Regions from separate parts of the Mus musculus genome. Here region 1 is linked to region 2. Evidence: chromatin contacts called from public promoter capture Hi-C data. All regions are on one chromosome and are shown on one strand. Each heading gives the region's core, a stretch centred on a gene start, on an enhancer-like site or on the middle of the called end of the contact. The rest is flanking DNA. Distances are from core to core; before and after follow the strand shown. Region 1 holds the start of Mcm4 (minichromosome maintenance complex component 4). Region 2 holds the start of Dexi (dexamethasone-induced transcript).

Evidence for each region. Promoter capture Hi-C pulls out the DNA fragments that hold promoters and counts their contacts.
Region 1: a contact with region 2 is called in a promoter capture Hi-C map of pre-B cells, with 5 times the contacts expected there. The contact joins the promoter of Mcm4 here to the promoter of Dexi in region 2. A contact is called at or near these places in 1 of 39 promoter capture datasets (pre-B cells) and 1 of 484 Hi-C or Micro-C datasets (CD4 T cells).

Annotation. Positions count from the first base shown.
Region 1 is chr16:15,633,828-15,639,081 of GRCm38.p6, reverse strand. Mcm4 (minichromosome maintenance complex component 4) reads left to right here and starts at 1,682. Exons shown (of 16, transcript NM_008565.3): 1 at 1,682-1,971; 2 at 2,300-2,461; 3 at 2,733-2,896; 4 at 2,988-3,089; 5 at 3,757-3,852; 6 at 3,938-4,033; 7 at 4,505-4,643. The coding sequence starts at 1,902. It overlaps Prkdc (protein kinase, DNA activated, catalytic polypeptide), which reads right to left and starts at 1,216. Exons shown (of 86, transcript NM_011159.2): 1 at 1,040-1,216. The coding sequence starts at 1,193.
Region 2 is chr16:10,541,037-10,546,341 of GRCm38.p6, reverse strand. Dexi (dexamethasone-induced transcript) reads left to right here and starts at 3,288. Exons shown (of 2, transcript NM_021428.4): 1 at 3,288-4,070. The coding sequence starts at 3,652. The coding sequence ends at 3,939. It overlaps Clec16a (C-type lectin domain family 16, member A), which reads right to left and starts at 1,003. Exons shown (of 23, transcript NM_001204229.1): 1 at 700-1,003. The coding sequence starts at 779.

The DNA.
Region 1 (5,254 bases), core at 433-2,932, 5.1 Mb before region 2:
TTCAATGAGAAATACAAAAAATTCCTAACCAAATATTAATCAGCTCCTGTTACAGTATTGCCAGCTGCTGCCCACAGAAGAGCTGCTGTCCACAGAGGAACCTGATGTGAACGTTTACCAAGTCGATCCCGATGGTGAAAACCAGCTACCCCCCAAAATTGACACCCTAGACAACAGGAAGCAGCTTAAGAGACACAACACCCTTGCTCCCTTTTCACCATGGCTTTCCCCTCCCTTTTTCTTTCCTTCTCTTTATTATAACAAGGGAGGTATGTTGGCATCAGGACCTCCCAAACCTATGACATCACATAGGCGACAGCAAGGCCAGCAGACCTGTTGCCAAGACATCAGGCACCATATTCCCAGAATATCCACTTGGCTCACCTCCCACCTTTACCTGTGTTGTCATTTTCCATATAAATAAAGGGAATGTCCCTCCCTCTCTCACTCTCTCTCTCTCTGCGCCTTCTCTTTCTGCCACCCCCTCCAAACCTCTTACACGTGGAACTGTTTTTGGCCCAGTGTGCTGTGTTCAGATTCGAGCCTCTATTTTAACACATCAATTACTAAATGGTTAAAAAGAGCAAGGCACGTGTGGTACCTCACATCTATAACCCCAGTATTTGAAGGCTTGTTCTACATACATAGTAAATTCCAGACTATCTTGGGCTATAGCCCAAGATAGGAAATACCTAACCTAAAAAATAAAAATGTCTACAGAATTGCATGACTTTCATTAATTTTTGCAATTATTCTGAAAACATGGTGCAACGAAAAAAGGATTTTTGTCAAGGTCCTATTGAGTTCAAGCGAGTTTATTCTGGAAGAAAATACTTCCATCTTGCACTCTCATCCAACTTTGGATAAAAATGACTACCAAACTTGGTGGTCATTTTCCAACACCTGTTTTAAAGCATCTTCCTCAGATACTAGGAAGAGAGCAGTATACACATCTACCAATTCCATAAACTTTACGGGACGTTGACTACACGCACCACGGAGAGAAACGCTGAGCCCTGCGTCTAGGGACCTTACCCACCCTGCACTGCAGAGCTAGTGCTCAGCACGCACTCCTGCCCCAGACTACGAATCAGCTGGTAACTGGCCCCGGCAGCACTGCAGCGGTCTGCTGCGGACAGGAACTCCTGCAGCTGCAGTAGCCAACACCGTACGCCGGTTCCCTCCTCCGCCATCACGCCGGCACCGCTTCGCGCATGCGCGTCTCAGCACTCTAGCCAGCTCTTCCCTGAAGGCCCAGCCGGAACTGCTCCCTTATACTCTCGCGGGGGTGGGGGGGTGAAGACGCGCACCGGCCTGCAGATCTGTAGCGTTTAACATGTACACATCGGAATGCAAAGGGACAGAACCAGTCTAACCATGCGGAGATATCACAGATTGGTGTTTGCACTCGGGACAACGCAAATGTAAACACACAAGGGAGTTGTGCCGGCCCCGGGTTTCCCGCCAAAACGCAATCCCGCTGCAGGCTGGCCCATCCAAGGCGAGGGGCGTGCAAGTGAATCTAGGCTGTAATTCCTAGGTAGCGGTCGAGAACTCCCCCTCCGGCTTGCAGTGGCGCCTTCCGGAGGCGGAGCTACACGCCTTTGCCGCTGTGATTGGCCGGAAACCTTTTCTCAGAGTTCACTTACGGCGCTTTCCGGAGGCGGAGCTACGCGCGCTTGCCTCTTTGATTGGCCAGGCGTCTTCGGTCGCTGTGACGACAGAGCGGCTGGCGGGAATCGCTTCACCCTGCGGGCCCAGGAACGTTCTCCTGGGTGGCGCAGAACCCTGACTCGCCGTTTTGTGCGCGTTTGCAACTAACCCGGATCCGAGGTACGAGAGGTCCCGGAGCGGGACAACTGAGAGCCAGATTTCTTTTGTCGCGCAGCAACCACAGCACCATGTCGTCCCCGGCATCCACCCCGAGCCGCCGCAGCAGCCGACGCGGACGAGTCACCCCAACCCAGTCCCGTGAGTTCCCTCCTTCATCTGCCCCCTTTCCGCCTCGTGTCTCTTCCCGCAGCACTGTGGAAAGTCCTGAGTCCTTCGAGCCTGGTGTGTGGTTGACAGGCCTTGAGCATATAGTAGCCTCTGTCACCCACATACTGGGCTCTCGTCTCCAGGCAGTCTGGCGTGGTCAGTTCAGTTGACCCACCTTTTCCTACACCTTGTCCCTCTGTTCCAGTTTGAGGGTTTTGGGGGGGGGGTGTTCTTGTTTAAGTAATATGACTACCCTAAGGCACTTCCTGGAAGACTAAGCTTGAGCGTTGATCGTCTTTTTTGTTTTGTATGACGGAAGTTCGAAGTGAGGAAAGCAGGTCGTCACCCAATCGGAGACGTAGAGGCGAAGATTCTTCCACCGGAGAGCTACTGCCAATGCCCACCTCACCAGGAGCCGACCTGCAGAGCCCACCTGCACAGAATGCCTTGTTTTCCAGCCCTCCTCAGATGCATTCTTTAGGTGGGTCAGCCGTCGGTTTTGCTGGTTTACCAGTTGCTATTATTCTGTGTGTACTGATAGATTCTTCACTGAAACACCTGAGGAGAGAAGCAGAGTTGGTACATTTTAGGACCTAGTGAGCAAAGAAAGCATACTTTATAGTAGAACTACAATTGGGGTATGAAAGATTGCAGTAAAGTATTCTGTTTAAATTGTCAAACAGCATTCCGGAATTGGGATTTGATGTGCTTATGGGGATTTCATGGTAAAGCTAAATATCTTGTCTTTATAGCTATTCCTTTGGACTTTGATGTTAGTTCACCATTGACATATGGCACTCCCAGCTCGCGAGTGGAAGGAACCCCAAGAAGTGGGGTGAGAGGCACACCTGTAAGGCAGAGGCCAGATCTGGGCTCAGCACGAAAGGGTTTGCAGGTGGATCTGCAGTCTGATGGCGTGAGTACAAAGCAGATCTCTGATGGTGTTACCTTGAGAGCATAAAGTAGGTCATCCCATTAACATGTTTCTATCCTCGCTTTCTCAATAGGCAGCAGCAGAAGACATCGTACCAAGTGAACAGTCTCTAGGCCAAAAGCTTGTGATTTGGGGAACAGATGTGAATGTGGCAACATGTAAAGAGAATTTTCAGGTAAGCTTATGTACACTAAAACTCAGTCTGAGACTTCGGGTGAAAGTATAACCTATGTGTGAATAGCCATGGTGCATAATAGCAGGTTGTTAGTGGTCTAGATTTTATTCCAGAAAAGGGATATGCCATGCGGAAAATGGTGATATACTTTTTTTTTCCTTAGTTCTTGGTATTTCAAGATGGTTTTTCTATGTTCCCCTGGCTATCCTGGAGCTGGATCTGTTAACCAGTCTTTCCTGGAGCTCACACACGCATATGCCTTCTGAGTGTGATTAAAAGTGCATGCCACCACGAGCAGCTAGGTAGTAAATGCTTACAGCAAGTCCAAGGCCAGCCTGTGCTTCTTAATGGGATCCCTGTCTCAAACCCAAAACAGAGAAATTATTTTTGTGTACAGATAGCTATATACTCATAAAAAATTTGTCACATATTTATTGCTGGGGGCAGGGGTACCTGCCCTTCACAGCTTTTATTTGGAGGTTTCAGGCCAGTTTGTAGGGGCTGGTTCTTCCCGCTGTGAGGGTTATGGAAATCAACTCAGGTTGTCAGGCTTCCAGCCAAGCATCCTTAGTTACTGACCATCTTGCTGGTCTCATTGTTTTGCATTTTAATAATAGTTACATATTCCTAAGTTCATTAATGCTTAGTATTGTTTCTCTACATCTAGAGATTCCTTCAGTGTTTTACTGATCCTCTGGCCAAAGAAGAAGAAAATGTTGGCATAGATATTACTCAACCTTTGTACATGCAACAACTTGGAGAGGTAATCAAATATGATTTACAAGTGAAAGTTTTGGTTTTTGAGATAATATAATTAGTAAAATACGACTTGTCCATATGTCTTACAGATTAATATTACAGGAGAGCCATTTTTAAATGTGAACTGCGAACACATAAAATCATTTAGCAAAAATCTGTATAGACAGCTCATCTCCTACCCACAGGTGAGAAGTTGACTTTGAGCTTCCAGATCATAGTAAAGGTTCCTGGAAAGGAGAATTTTACATTTGGGTAAAAGGCTGCTTGCTAAGGTTGACTATTTTCTAAAACTGTCAACTGCAGTTAAAATGAATATGTTTTATATTTGCTAACGAGTAGTATTTCTTAAAAATAATGAGTTTTATTAGTGGTTTCTTGGGTATCATGAAGTAAATTATCTTTTTTGGGTTGGGGATGGGGTGTTAATTGGGAGCTGGTGAGGCAGGGTAGTGTTCAGGAGCAGTTTTGTAGTTGAAGAGAACCTTGAACTCCTGATTCTGTGGAGCCCAGAAGAGGGTTTCTGACCCCTGGAGCTAGAGTTAAGGGGTTTACGAGCCACCTGATAAAAGCGCTGAGACCTGAGTCCTATCGTCAGAGCAACAAGTGCTCTCAACTCCTGAGTCACCTCTTCATCTCCTACATCTTTGTTTTTACAGGAGGTTATACCAACCTTTGACATGGCTGTCAATGAGATCTTCTTTGACCGTTATCCTGACTCCATCTTAGAACATCAGATTCAAGTCAGACCTTTTAATGCGTTGAAGACAAAGAGTATGAGAAACTTGAATCCAGAAGGTAATATATTTAGTAGTGTAAAATGCCTTATGTAGAAAGAGATCTCAAGGATTGTGTAGCATTAAATTATAAGTTGAAAAGATTTATTCTGTATACTTTCATGAACTTGGTATGCAGTTTTTTAACTTAACTGGAATACCTGATAGAAATGACTTAACAATTTGTTACTCTGTAATTAATTTATTCAAATATAATAAATTGCTAGTTAGTAGGTATGCACTTTTTTCATCACTGATGAAAAATTCTGAAGACCCGAAAAGTGGCTCAAATATAAAAGCAGTTGCTGAGCAAACCTAGTGTCTGAGCTCTCCTTTAAACCTAAGAAAGAATTCTAGCTTGGGGATAAATCATACATGGGCAGAAGGTAAGCGTCTGTGCCTAAGGGGATAGGCAAAGTCCTGGACCGTTTGAAAAGTGAATGTGGTAGAATTTCTTTTAGATAACAGAAATCAGTGATGAAAGTAGAAAATGCTGTTTGCATCTGTGACTGGCTGAAGCAGGGATTTCTGAGCCAGTGTTTAGGACAAAAAAGCCTAGCTCTAGAAAATTTAGAATCTCAACAGAGAATTTAAGTTTTCTTTCAAAGTAAGTAGGAAAATCCTAGAAGAGAA
Region 2 (5,305 bases), core at 2,039-4,538:
TCAGGATTTGAACACAGGTCTAACTCCAAAGCTAGCCTCTTCTGTGTACTTCCCTGTTTCCCCAGGACTCTGTAAGCCTCCTGTCTTCTCTAAAGGTGCTACTGCTGACTATCCCTCTAGAATTCCTTCTGAAAATACTTGTGTTCTTTTAATCAATGTTCTTTTTAGAGCACTTGTACATGTTCTGTGCGTTTTCTTCATTCTCTTATCCAACCAATCCTAAAAATAACCACAAAAAGTGGTACTGTCACTCTATTCGTTTTACAGTGAAGGAAACTGAAGCCTAAATGCATACTGTTAACTAAAATCGAATCCAGATCTGGCCGGGTCAATGGCCTCGTAACTATGCAGTCCAAGAAGTGCTACCCCAAGAAGCCCAGTGGCCACTGTCTGTCCCCGGGACATCAAGACAACTCCAGCCCACAAAACGAAAACTCAACGATGCCCTTACTTTTCAGGTTAGGTGTCTGGAGACTGAAAAATCACGCGACTTGTCCAAGGTCACACACAGAGCCAGAAGTGAAAGAGTCAGGGTTCGAAGCCAGGTGCCCTGACTCCAAAGCCTTGCGGATAACCAACATACAACCCTCCCGCGGCACCCCTGTCTTCCTCGCACCTCCGAGCCCCGCAAGCCAAGCCCGCGTCTGGGCGTCCGCGCCCGGCCCCGCGGCCTTCCCGCCGCGCGCCCCGCACACTCACTTCAGGTGGTCCAAGGAGTGGATGTTGCGGGAGGACTTGCTGTGGCCCCCGCCCACCCAGCTCCGTGAGCGTCCAAACATGTCCGCAGACCAGCCCTGTCGCCTGCCTCACGGTTTCATGTCCGAGCCGCCCAGCGGCCCGGTGTCCGCGGCGACATCTCAAGCCCAGCCAGCGGCGGCGGGGGCGGTGGAGAGACTGCCAAGCACCTTGCTCCCCAGCCCAAAGCCCCGCACTGACATTCAGCCGGAACCGGCCGTTCGACCGCCGCGCTTTACGGCCGCCGCCGCGAGGAAATCTGGGAAATGAAGTTCTCCGGCGAGGCTCTTGACGACAGGACTCTGCGAACGGACTACAAGGACCGGCATGACTCGCGCGACCGTCCAGAGGAGGCGGGACAAGAGGAAGGAAGAGGCTGGGCACTGTCAAGGTGGGCGGAAACGGTTTGCTGAAATCGGAGTAAGACTATCTGACCTTATTTATTGTTAGCTTTGTGATTAGAAGAGTGTCTCGAAACCCCAGCTAAAATTGGAGACCACCCTTGGCAATTTGGCAAGGTTTAGTTCTCTTAAAAAGTATTACGTGCGCGTGCGCGCGCGCGCGCGCGCACACACACACACACACACACACACGCACTTAGAGTCTGTAAAACTTTGGAAAGCAAGTTCTCGCCTTCCACTATTTGAGATCTGAGAATTGAAGTCGGATCTTCAGACTTGTCAGCATCTTTGCTTAACAGCTGAGCCATTTTGATGGGTCTAACTCTTTAAAAAAATTTTTTAAAGGGGTGGGAATGTGGCTTATGCATTATGGATGCAACCTTCAATATCGCAATAATAAGAATTAAAAATAAAAAGCATTGAGTAGTACATTATCATTTGTCATTATCCTAAGTGATTAATTATTTAATTCTCACAACCATATGAAGTAGATGCTGTTATTAACCTTATTTTACAATTCAGGAAACTGAGTCACAGAGGCACTTTATGTGTGACAGACGCAGGATTCAAGCCCAGGTACCCTTATTTGCTTCTGTTGACAAAACCAATCAGTAACATTCTGGTTTGTCCTTACAACCTTTTTCTTTTGCACATTAGTCTTAAAACATTTTGTAAAGATGTGAGCAGCATTGTAAAGCTAACCACGATGAACTTTCAGAGGTTTCCTCTGGTCATTATTGAAAACTCATGCCATTTCCCAACTAATTCAGTAAGAAAGAAAGAGAACTCCAAGATCTCCATGAAAGGTTACATACACCTGGACTTCCTTCCCAGACTGGAAGTGGGAACCTCGGTGGGAAGCAAGATTTTGTGCCCCACACCCTCTCATTTATTCATTTCTACATCTCATAGCTATTTAACCCCTGTGACAGCCCATTGACTGTCCTAGGAAAAGAGTTGAGTCAGGGACCAATGTTCTCTCCAGGGCCCAGGACAAGATTTGCACATAGCACGTTTTTAGATGAATATTGATAGAGTGAATGGTTTGCATTGCTTCCAAGAATTAGAGAGATGTAGACTGGCATCAGGCTAATGGTTTCCCATGTAAAAGTCATGAAAGAACAAGAACATGTCTGACCTCCAAAGGAAATGACAGAGACTCAGCAGCTTCGAGAATCCATTTCTCTGGAATTTGTTTTCCTCATCTGTGAAAAGGGAATATACTACATTGCCTTGTCCAGCTCCTATAAACCTAAGTGTGACTTAGATTAAAGGCCTTTGTAAGAATTGAGGATAGACCTTAATCCCAGAACTCAGGAGACAGAGGCAGTGGAACTCTACATGTTCTGGGACAGCCTGGTCTATAGCCAATTTCAGGGCACCCAGAGGCTTCATGGTGAGACCCTGGGTTTTCAGGGTTTGGGTTTTGTTGTTGTTGTTGTTGTTGTTGTTGTTGTTGTTGTTTTCAAAAACAGATGTAGAGCTACATCTCGTCTATATCTTGCACACACAGACCTTGGTTTTGATCCCTCGCAAACTCATCCTCCTGACGAAGCACAAAGGTGGTCTGTAAACCGAAGAATCTGAGCAGATATATACTTAGCATTATTGGTTGGTTGGTTGGTTGGTTTTAAACATGGACTGCAAAATAATAGAAACAATAAGCAGCCTTATTGGCAGAAGATTTGACCTGCTTGTGGTACTTTCCATCCGGGTGTCATGGAACCCTATAATGCCTCTGTCAAAGGCACTCAGTAATTGATTTTTTTTTCTTACTATACCGTGAAAAAGAAAACAACAAAAGCGCTTTGGGGATATCTAAGATTTTCAGTGGAATTACCGGCATTCCTTTTCCACCCGGCATCATTTTAAAGGGGGTAAACTAAGTTCCAAAAAGGTGACGCTCCATACCTAAGTTCGAGATGCAGTCTAAGGAGTGCCAACTGCAGAAGAGCAACTTAGAGACTGGAGCACCTCCCATGGGGCGGAGCAAATGAGTACCCGCCCCCGGACAGCTCAAGCCAATAAACGTGGAGCACTGAGCTAGCCAATAAATACGGGCGAGCATGCGACTGGCCAATGAATGAAGAGCCTCTGGGTAGGCGGTGCTGGGAAGCCCAGAGCGACTTGGCGGCTGCAGCGATGGGCAGTGAGCCTGCGGGGGCGCCGAAGGTGCCTGAGGAACGCCTCGGGGAGACAGCAGCGGCCTCAACTCTGAGCTGCGGCGGGGGCGCGCGAGCGCAGCGTACAAAGCGAGTCGCTGGCCACTTCTAGGGGGGTGGCCCTGAGGGGCGAGCGGCCCGTGTGGCCCGATCCCGGGGCTCCGTGACCCGGCCCTGAGCATCTCGGGGTGTCAAGGAGCGTCTTCGGAGGCCGCCCGGGGCCCAGCGCTGCCGCCACCGAGCCCCGGGGCGCCCCCTGGATGGCTGAGCTGCCCCCTCGCCGGCCGCCCGGGCGCCGCAGCGGCTGAGGTCGCTGGGATCGCCCGGCCGCCGCCCCCATCGCCGGCCCCTGCATGCCCGGCGCCCGGGTCGCAGCCCACCTGGACGCTCTGGGCCCCCTGGTCTCCTACGTGCAGCCACCGCTGCTGCCCTCTATGTTCTACGTGGGCCTGTTCTTCGTCAATGTGCTGATCCTTTACTACGCCTTCCTTATGGAATACATCGTTCTCAATGTGGGCCTCGTCTTCCTGCCCGAGGACTTGGACCAGGCGCTGGTGGACCTCGGCGTACTTTCAGACCCTGGCTCTGGCCTTTACGATGCCGACTCAGAGCTTGACGTCTTCGATGGATATTTGGAATAATGTCGTGATTACTGTTCCCCACTTGCCTTCCACCATCCGCAACTCTTGGCCTGGACCAGCCGCCCGTACCATGCCGCTGCCACTGGTTGGGGGCACCATCTGGACAGGGATGGGACCCCAGGAAGAGGCCCGTAAGTGCCCTTGAGATGGGGGTGTATTTCGGGGAGAGAGAAGGTAGTGTCCTCAGGGCAGACTAACCTCCTTCCTCTAAGCCTCTGATTTCTCTGGCCACCTCCTCTGGATCTAACTCAGATGCTAGGAATAGTAGTGTTTGAAGAGATTTCCCCCAAAGAAATGAACATTTGGAGTAATCATGCAGTTTACCCCATGGCTTGGGTAAAAGCTTTGTACCCAAAACCTTTTGAGGTGGAGCTGTCAGCTCCTCCCCCAAGTCTTAGCCTGTCTTGTTGGTGACCTTGGGGTTTGGGGGGATGCTTACTTGTCCTGAAAGCATAGACTGGTGTCAAAAGAGGCACTGGTCACTTTTGTTCTGCGGCCTCTTGAGGGACCAGTTAAACTGAGGGGCTTCAGGCCAAGCCTGGGAGAATGGAAACCTTCAGCAAACAACACTGCCGCACTTCCTTTTGGCAGTGTTTCTGCTGCTGTATTTGGAGTCAGGTTTCAGAGATCCTGGGTTGTTGGTACTGCAGCTCAGAACCGCAGAGGCTGTCAGTTTCTTAGGCTGCCGCTCTGGGACAGGTAGGCAGTTCTGAGCTGGTGCTGGCTTTGTCTGCAGTATTTGCAAGGCCTCTCAGCACCCTAGGGTCAGCAGAAGGAACCACGGGGTGGTCGTACTGAAGACGTGCCTTTGGGCTTCTGCCAAGAAGTTTTGTTATATGTTAGAAAAGATAAAGTGAATCCAAGACTGGCTGAAGTCTCCCAACAAGGGAAAGGGAACAGCTGGCCTGTATGAGAGAACGTTTGTGCCAGGCAAGCTGTTGGGTCCGTTGAGGTGTCACGGGGCGGGCCTAGCCCTATAGCTGGGGAATGCTGGGGTTTGGCAGGTCATAGAGCCCAAGTGGCAATGAGGAGGCACGTGGAGCTGGTGGGTGGGGGCTCCTTTTAGATAACAGATACTGATGTCACCCCAAGGAAGCATTCACGCCTCCTCTCCCGTGTTACCTGATTGCCAACATTGCCATAAGTGGGTGTCTTAGATTGGGGTACTGTGCCAGAAAACCATGGCTCAAACAACAAGCATTTCATCCTCATAGTTTTCTAAAGGGCACTAATCCCACTAGAGGGCTCCACCCTTGTGACCTAATCACCCCTAACACCATCACTGCAGGAACAGGCTTTCAACAGTGGAATTGGGGACACATCGTCTGTCTGTTGTGGAAATAATGCATGGTAAGAGGGAAATTCT